Regions from separate parts of the Siniperca chuatsi genome. Here region 1 is linked to region 2. Evidence: chromatin contacts called from public Hi-C data. All regions are on one chromosome and are shown on one strand. Each heading gives the region's core, a stretch centred on a gene start, on an enhancer-like site or on the middle of the called end of the contact. The rest is flanking DNA. Distances are from core to core; before and after follow the strand shown.

Region 1 (4,788 bases), core at 334-2,833, 63 kb before region 2:
ATAGAATGTCAAATCAGTGGGAATGTGGGAAAATCAGTGGAGACATAGTTTGGGATGCACTTAGGCCCTGTACTTTTATTTTATTTATTAGCAATACTCACAAGTTTATCTGCACCTTGCACTAAAAAATAGCCTATAGGTACAAACTGGCTACTCAAGTGCTTATGAGGTACAACTACACTGTCTCCCTGCAATATTTTGAATCCTGGTGAGAGACAGATATCTCAAATGCCGTTATGGCAACCACCTGAACATGCTAATATGCCTAATACAGAAGGAACATGTTCACATTTGTTGACTGAGAAACTAAATACAAATTACCCCCATTTGAGTGTGGAGCAGTCATATCCTGTGTCAGTGTGTTTTTCAAGTTCACCATTGCTTCTCTGTGACTTGGATTAGGCTTTCTGACAAGACAGCAGTTGGAGTTGGAGTTTTGAAGCTGTAGCCAATCCATTTCTTCTAGGATTCAGTATTCAGCGTGACGTCTGATTTGTTTGTTGTTGTCTGCACAGAAGTTTGTATTTCTATCGGGTTTTGTGTCTGTACAGAACTTCTGTCCTCTGTTACGTTTTATCAGTCGCTGATCTTTTGCAGTGCCATTTTATTTGGTTTACCTAATACATATTATGCACCTAACAGAGTAAATGCACAGCAAAGGTAACAATCAGATAAGTCACCAAAGAGTAGGCTGTATAACTGATAAGGTGAGTTAATAAGCTGTTTATCAAGGCTCTTCTACTTCACATGACTGAAACTGTAGGCAAGAACTGGAATATTTGCTTTCCACAGTGTTTGTTCTGCTGTTTGCTTTCCTGCAGCCTGAGGATGATAATATTTGACAATCCACAGCACCTGATGAGTGTTTTTTGCTTGCTGCCAGAGAGCTCATCTGGTTTTAAAAACGGCCTGACAAAATTATGACTGTAATCAACAAATGTACATGTAATTGTAAGGTAACACTCATGTTGCTATAAATATCATCTGGCATGGTTACAGGCTCTGTGTCTTTCAGGTGTAAACAAACACTGTTTACATGAACTTCTCTCACTTTCTTTCTCTCTCCATCTCTCAAAATATCTTGTACTGTCACTCTCATGGCTGACCCACTTCTGTTGGTCATCTTTTCTATAATCAGTTGGACTGATGTCTGAGCGAGGCAGTGCTGCCCCATCTCTCTGCTCACGCTAGCAGCTATCTTTGCCTGGGGACTAGAGGAACTAGAGCTTAACAGATCCTTTATTGCGTTTCATTACAGTGTCAGTTAAAGGCTGCCATTTTCTCAATCTCTCTGTCGATCTGGAATTAAAATCTTTTTCCTTCAGCTGCAATTGTGGTTATGGCTTTTCCTCCAACTACAATATGTTCATATCTTTGTTTGTTAAAGTCCTGGATGATAGACGGATCAATAATGGCCATCACCAGGGGTAGTATTATTTGTTTGTGGCTGCGGTTGATGAGATTGGATTTTGCTCCTATATTGAGGACACACACACTCCTCTCTGTCACACACTCTCTGTCAGGCACACTCATTGGAAAGAAACTTTCCATGACATTATTGGTTTTATCAGAAGTATGCCAAAGCAGTAGCCTGGCCCTCTGGCAGGCCTACTGAGCATGCTCAGCACTGCTGAAGGCTAGGTAGTGGATCAAAACCCCGTTCTACTACTACCACCACATTTCTCTCTCTCTGTGTGTGCTCAATGAACTAGACAAAGAGGGAGACCACACAGGATTTAAAGAAAGTTAGCCAGTGTTTTATTCGAGGACTACAACAATGTTTTACTATTATTGTCACTTTCATTATTGATTATTTTACAGTTTAATCGATTAATCTTTGGTCAATAAAATGTGAGAAAATAGTGAAAAAAATGCCCATCACAATTTCATAGAGCCCACATTGATGTCTTCAAAATTCCTTATTTTGTCCTGCCAATAGTCCATTACATTTGGCTGCCACTCAACAAATTTTTGAGTGGATATATGGTATTGTGTGGGAAAATAAAATAAGAAAAATAAACAAGATGAGAGGTGATGATGGTAGGAGAGAGAAAGAGACAGAATGAGGAGCCATCTTAAATAGCCTGGCCAACCCAGGTGGATAATATCAGGTCAGGTGACCCCTCCCATCTCAACATGTGGCTAAAATGCAAGGAAAAAACACAAACCTCAGGAGGAGGAGGAGCATGGCCTGAGGTTCTGTCCTAGTCGCTTGTGTCCTAATTCCATACTAAAATATGAACTGTGTATGTATACAATATGCACTATACTAATCTTCATAGTATACTGTTTTTGCTTTTAGCATAGAGCAATTAACACAGTATTTACCATTTTATACTAACAGGAAATTATATAATACATGCGCTGTTGGACTTCAGTCTAACAGCAACTTTAGAATTCCACTTCAAATTAAACTTCAATAGGAAAAAGCAAAATGTCTCCAAATATTTACTGCTTATTTTGTATTTTGGTATTTTTGGAGTTGTCTCACCCCCATTCCCAAATTGTTTACATTTTTTTGGACTGAGTAACTCCTCCATTTCCTCTGTGCATTACATTGTGGGACAAAAGTGTACATCAACAGCATTCTCAAAAATCAAGCATTAATTTAGTATACATATTTAGTTTTTGGTTATACTTTGTTTTGTCACTTTTCCAGTGTGAATTTCATCCTGTCCCTCTCAAACATATAACTGCACCTGTTGAAGCAATTCAGTTGTGCGGCTGTGACTAACTAACTAATTCAAAAGAAATTCTTTACCATTTCAGTTCTTTGTTCCTATTCTTATGCATTTAGGGAATTAGCTTGGTCTTCAAATAAGTGAGTGTCATAAAATCCACTTGAACAGTTGAGTTGAATAGACAGTTTGCACTCAGTCCTTTAGCAATAAAGGAGTAGTCGTGAGAGAAAAAGGGGCTTTTGGAGATTGTAAATTGTTCTCCTGGCTGTGATGAATGTAAATCGGATGTAGATCTGGAGTCACTGAGCAAATAAGGTTATGGTTGTTTAGTAGGGAGATTAATGTTATTTTGTCAATGGATACATAACTTTTATCTTTTATTACATGCAGACACACATTGCCTCACGTCTGGTGGAGCAGAGTTGATTACATTCATAGCATAAAGTTTGTCTCAGCTCTATTGCTGTACTGTATATATAGACATTTGTGCGGTAGAAGCTGATTCTGCATCTGAAGGCTTCTCCATAATCAATCTGAAACTAAAACATAATCTCAGGAGGGAAATGAGCTGATAGAATGGGTGATGAAACATGCAGCGCTGTGCTTCTCCATTGCTGTATAATAATCAATTTTGTAGTTGGTTAGGGAGGCTCCCCGTGGGTGTGGATGGGTTGGTGTTATTGGCTCTACCAAATCAGCACCATGGCCTACATTATCCACTCCCAACAGGCTCATTACACCCAAAGACAAGAGTTGATATGTTCATTAGGCTCACAATGAACTGTGTGCATCTTTTTATGTGTCCACTGTGGAAGCTGAAAGTCAGTGAGGCCTGACTTATTTTATTTTATTAACACTTCTCAGCTAGCATTTACCTGGAGGAAGTGTGACTGCGTGTTTAAGGGTCTGTGCAGTTTAACTGTGGTTTTTATAATTAGTTGTCTTAAGGATGATACCACTGTGAATACGATTTCATGGTTTGTCATGCATTCAGAGTTATTTTAGTATTGGCTTGTGTTGTTCGCATAGACTGTATATGGTTGTGCCACAGTATTTCAGTAGCTAACCATGTGTGCTATAGTTTACCATGCTCTCATTAGAGAACTTGAGAATTATGTCCAAGTCCTTGATTTTCTTATTATGCTCTGCAAATCCATTATTAAACAATTCATGTCCACTGTGACTATAGAAAGTCGGCCACCATGGTGTTCTCATACACCCATTTCGTATGGGAGACCTGCATGTCTACTCAACTGGTCTACTGAATGTATTGTCAACCCACGTTTGACCTAGGTACATGAGACTGCTTTCACAGGTTAATACCTCATCATTACTGTTCACATTCTTGAGCCTGCAACTGTAGTTCCATGTACATTACTGCAAACCCACAGAATTACACAGAATTACATGTCCACTACTAATTTACTACGTAAACTCTTGGTTAAATGTTGCTTCAATGTCCATAACAAATTCCCATCTGCATAGAAACACCTGTCCATCAAGGCTGAGTAGTCTCCAACCTGCATTCAGCCCATGTCGGGAAGTGCGGCATCAGGTCAGGTAGTGCATGATAACCCATTAAAATTAATCGCTGACTCAGATTTAACTCACATCACTCCTTTTATCTGAAAGGGGTATTAGATGATATCTGTAGGAAAAATAGTGGAAGAGAATTTGTGGACACTATTTAAGTGCCAGTTAAGGGCCAATGGTATGGAGCAGGGACCTAAATTTCAGTCTACTTGCAGTGTTAGTTTTGTCATGTATGCACAAGAACACCTCCTCTTGTATTAATATGCAGAGCAAAACAAAAATCTTTCTCTCTTAACCCCAGAGCTTACCATTTATATGACTTGATCAGATTCCAACAACTTTTTTGACTTTTTCACAGGACACAGTATAACAAGCCCCACAGATTGATGCCGTGCTTACTCAAAGGTTTTTATGTTTATCTTGAACAGTTTAACTATAAATTATTCATAACCAATTAATTACCTCTGTGTTTGGTTGCCTCAGTGTTGTAAACACGAAGTTGACAGGCTGATGCTGTCAGTTGTGTGATCCGAGATCTAAAGCATCTATAAATATTTCGTGGATAACTGGAGTT
Region 2 (5,120 bases), core at 154-2,653:
GCCATGTAAAACCTACTCTCTTGTGTTCATGAGCTCAGGTTCAACTTTCTCCTGCAACATGAGAACTGTGGACTTGTGTACAGTCAAATATGTTAACATTAACTCTGAATTTTGACACAATATGGAAAAGCTTATCCTAGATTTCTGCATTCAGGTCATAAAACATTTGTGAACATTCAGAGTTTTACGCTTGAATAGTGCTCTATATCTAATCATTTAAATGATCAGCTTCATCAGAAATAATCAAATGTAAAATGGGTAATTTGTAGGGTACAGATAGAGGTGAATGTGGGATGATTTAATTTGGTCAGTGTGGCTTGAGGTCCTCAGTGTGAGTGACAGCCAGTTTAAATATAGGCCTATGGCTCCCTCTTGTGGTCATTCTGCTGTTGCAACACTGGTGATGTCTTGCAGTAAATTTGTACACAGCATATATGATAGTGGAGACCTCATCTTTCCCAGATTTCAAATTCACAGAGCCCAAGTAGGATGGCTCCAGTTTCTATGTGTCATAAAAATTTGATACAACACATCCTTTGTCAAGTTCCTGAAATGTTTTAATATGATACGCAACAAAAGCTGAGAGGGAATGTATCCATATTTCCAAATTGTTATGTCCAACCTTATTCCAGTTGAGTTAATGGCTGGATTAACCTGTTTGGGGCTCCTGTGCAAAAATTTGCTGTTTGGCCCCTACTGACATGGGGTTTGGGGGCCCCAGGCCAGTGGTAGTTGTAGTTTTATTGATGGTTAATAAATAATTTGCTAATGCTTTATAAATCAGTTATAAGCCATTAAAAAGAGCAACTTTTTTCACAAACCTGGCAAGGGTTGCCAAATGTAATGTTCCTCTCTGGCAATACTGCAGTTATAAAAATGAGTTATCCTGTAAATAAATGCTTGTGGATTTAACACTTTTTAATAGGCCATCAAGTCTACAGTTAAAAATGCAAATAAGATATTAATATATTTATTTTGGTCCAGATACTTTACAGGCTTATGGTAAGTGGTCCATTACATTGTTTACCTGATTAACTACATGACTGTCACCATAAATTGAATAAAGTGTCCTGCTGGAGGAGCTTAAACACCAGTTAAAGGGATTTTTCACAAACTGGCAGCCCAAAAGTTCTTATTAATGGCTTAGAGAGCATTTGTAAAATTATTAACCATGAACAAAGCCACAACAGTATTATCCAAGACCCTAAATAATAATACCCTAATTAATGTTAATATTAAAACTAAGCTAAAGTTATTATGCATGGTTTCCTGAAGGAAGGTCCTCTGGCCTTAAATTGGGAACTCAAGAACTCCCCCATTTAAAAGAAGCTTTGTGATTACGGAAACACATGGGGAATTTAAATACCAACGTCAGACTTTCTCCTCCTCGTGCCGCCTCTGACCAATCAGAGAGCAGACTGATTTGACCCAGCCCTTCTTCTGCAGGGAAGCACTTGATGGTGCCACGGTTAAATTCTAATACCGAAAGTGTCTCACGGTACGTACGCCGCTGAAATGGCTGCTGCGGCTACAGAAGAAACACCCGCACTGAGTGTTGAGAACGATGTACTGCCCATAGAGACAAACGAGGGCAACGGTGAGGATAAAGAAAAGGGCCTTACCGAACCGGAAACAGAAGAACCACGTACTAGTGTAGAACCGAAAATGGAAGAGGTGGACGCGGAGGCCGGCGAAGAGAAGCCCGCTGCAGCGGCAGACAAGGCCGCGAGCGAGGCGGTTACAGACGACAGTGCTATAACGGTCAACCAGGAGGCGACAGCCGCTCCTGAAGAACCGGAGCGAAAGCCAGAGTCACAGCAAAGCCCGGGAGATGGTAACAACGAACCCGCAAACGATAACGCAATGAAAGAAACGAAGGAGGAGCCAGGAGAGGACAGCCTGTGTTCGGGGATAGACTGCGAAAAGAGCAAAACAGTTTGTGAAGATGGTGAGAAACCCAGCGGCGGTTGCGGGGAGTTGGGAGACAAGAGGCGGCCGAGTGTGGAGATATCGTCCTCGGATGGTGAACCGCTGAGCCGTATGGACTCTGAGGACAGGTTGGTCGGAGAATTGACAGGTTATTCTGGACCAGTGTTGGGTGTGATCGGGTTACAGTAGCTGCGGACAGTAGTAGTCCTTCCATCCCATCTGTGAACTAGCACAGGATTATTTGAGTTTTTTGCAGGTCGAGCTATCAAAAAATCTACTCATTTATGTTATCAACCTACCAACCAAAAATCTCATACCCCTCATTCATTCTCATTTTAACTTGTCATATTTTCATATTAGCTAGTTACTTAAGATCGGACTTCTTTTAAGACATAAAAGACTGCTTGGATAATTATTTGTGCCTGATGTGGTTTTCCCACAAAAAACGTTATCCTAACATTACCGTTTTAAAAATGCATCTTCATCTACTCCTTCTCCTACATTGAAAAATCCACAATCTATGTATGTGCAAATATTTTTTATTTCACCGCTGGATGCAAGATGTCTCCTACTTCACTGAAAAGTCCATTTTCAGCATATGTGTGGTAGAGGTTTCGAGTTTCCCCATCACACTTGTTTAAGTTTCATATTGGCTTCCAAACTAGTTATGTCACAAAATCATGTTGTACAGTACATACAGGCCTTCAACTCAGATTTAAGGTAACCACAGATAAACTTTACATCTTAAGCAGAAGAATGAGAAAACAGCTTTCTGGTTTCAAACTCTGCACATACATCATTCTGCACAGTGAAGGTCAAATATCCAAGTGAAGCAGCAATAGTCAAAACAGTTTTCACTCAAGGGGGACTACTGATCTCATTAATAAAACTGGGACTCAAACATTGGACTGGAAATGGTAAGGAGTCCTATGAGTCCTTTTGGTGATGTTGACAGCACAGTAAATTAATAATATAATGCTAGGAGCATTGAATACAAAGATATAATTGATTTGGCATTAGTGATGAAAGTGGCATGCATGGAAAATCAGTTGCAGCCTGTAGGCTTTCATGCATAGTGACTATTTAATGTGGCTAGTAATATCTGCACCTGTTCTTCACGGCTGTGCAAAGCCTGATCTAAGCTATGAAGGTCTTCTTGATGGCCTTAGCACCCATGTTCTACCTTCCTCTCTCTCTCTACCCACCCCACCCTCTCCTCTCTCTCAGTATCAGCAGTACCCTGATGGAGATGGAGAGCACCGTGTCCAGTGGGCGCTCCACCCCTGCTATGATGAATGGACAGAGCAGCGCGAGCTCCTCCGGGGCTAAGACAGTGGCTTACCCCTGCTGCTGGGACCTCTGTCCACAGTGCTTCAACTCCAGTCCTGATCTGGCAGAGCATATCAGGGGCATTCATGTTGATGGGCAGAGAGGAGGGGTCAGTAGACTTTAAACCTTTGGACAAGCTTCGTGTTCATCTCTTTTATTCTGTCTGACAGGTAGCCAAGCAAGATAATGTCTGTTTTTGCTGTAGCTTAGCATTAACAGTCCAGACAACCAAAACATTTGCTACAATTGGACTGCATGCAACCATTGAGTATTAAAGGGTCGGCTCAAATAGCTGTAGGCAGTTTTCATTGAAACTACCTTCTGCTGGAGAAATAGTCCTTTTGGAATCTATTCTCAGTGCATTCTGTGGATTATCTGGAGTAAGGGGTACACTGATTTTGGAAAGAGCTGTTGTTGTTGAACTTTTAAAAATATAATGTATCAATGTTGTGAACACTACAAACAAAATTACATTCACCTTCATTTTGTTGGGGTTGAGGGCAGAAATCTTAGAGACAGATATCTTAAAACTTGGAAACATAAAACTGAACCTTTCTGATTGGCTAGATATCATTAGAGGTACAGTAAGTGAGAAAATTGGGTTTTTCCTTATTTTGTGTGAACTGCCTTTTTACGTTTTATTGATTGCTTGATACTGTATGCCACCCAGTTGGCAGCATCATTAAATTACTATGCACTCAGAATATACCTTATGTACAAAAATGTGATAAACATGAATATTAAACCGTTTTGGACCGACCTTTAAGTGCAGCAGTACACAAATTTGATCTTGTTTTGGAGGCCAAGTGCATTATCTATGCCACTGTTTTAATGTGCAATATACAGTATTTATAGCTTCTGCCTGCATAGTTAAGACAAAGTTTTACAAAATAAACCAGCTGTGATGGTCAGATGACAAAACAAATGAGATACAAGAAAAACACACAAGACCTCTTCCCCCTTGTTTCTGCATTCAAGTAACTCCCCCAGACTCCAGAGAATGGAAGTTAGGACTAGGCAACTTTACATATATAATTGAAATCTCTCTCTTTGTCTTTCTGTCTAATAATCTTTCTCCAAGCTGTCTAACTACTAACCTCTCTTTTTCACTGTTGTTTTGCTATGACTCACTTCTTTTCTTTTGCTGTACTGCCCCAGTCTTTTTATTGGTCTCTTTACTATGCCTTTATAAACTCCTTCTCCTCTCTTCATGTCTGTCTCTCTTTGTCCCTCAGGTGTTTGTGTGTCTATGGAAGGGTTGTAAGGTGTATAACACACCGTCCACCAGTCAAAGTTGGCTCCAGAGGCACATGTTGACCCACAGTGGAGATAAGCCCTTCAAGGTAAAAACAATAACTCAGATACAATGTACATCTGCAGCTGTTTCTCCTGATGATCAGTGAACTTTTCCATATGAAAATATTCTGTTTATATCAACATCTGGACTGGACCATCATCTTTGTTTTTTCGCTAATATAGAATTCTGGTTGCAATGTGTATGTTTGAGTATTTGTGATGGTATGTGTCAATGAATGCATCTAAGTATCCCTCAGTTCCCTACTCTGCAATGCCATTAACTAAAATAAAATGTGTTAGTATTTTATTTAAGAAGTTGTCGTCTTGTCCTGTTCAGTGGCAAATATACCTAATGTTCTGCGCTTTTTGTGCTCTGCTGCAGTGTGTAGTTGGTGGCTGCAACGCCAGCTTTGCTTCCCAAGGAGGGTTAGCTCGCCATGTCCCCAGCCACTTCAGCCAGCAGAGCTCGTCCAAAATGTCCAGCCAGGCCAAACTAAAAGAGGAGTCACCCTCCAAGGCTGGACTCAACAAGAGGAAGAAACTCAAGAACAAACGCAGGTGCTCCC

What was found. A called contact is a pair of places that touch in the nucleus more often than the background predicts.
Region 1: a Hi-C map of liver shows a contact between it and region 2, with 3 times the contacts expected there. The contact joins the enhancer-like site here to the promoter of LOC122874993 in region 2. A contact is called at or near these places in 3 of 3 Hi-C or Micro-C datasets (liver, skeletal muscle and an unstated tissue).

Annotation. Positions count from the first base shown.
Region 1 is chrLG4:8,884,381-8,889,168 of ASM2008510v1, reverse strand. All of the region lies in intron 3 of LOC122874634 (pleckstrin homology domain-containing family A member 5-like), which reads left to right. Among protein-coding and RNA genes, the nearest start is that of LOC122874636, 28 kb to the left of the region's middle. Within about 2 kb of position 1,583, the one cell type or tissue checked has an H3K27ac peak away from gene starts, as active enhancers do. A contact at or near this core is called in liver, where this site is marked.
Region 2 is chrLG4:8,820,496-8,825,615 of ASM2008510v1, reverse strand. LOC122874993 (zinc finger protein aebp2-like) reads left to right here and starts at 1,403. Exons shown (of 9, transcript XM_044193648.1): 1 at 1,403-2,057; 2 at 3,157-3,367; 3 at 4,494-4,601; 4 at 4,937-5,120. The coding sequence starts at 1,516.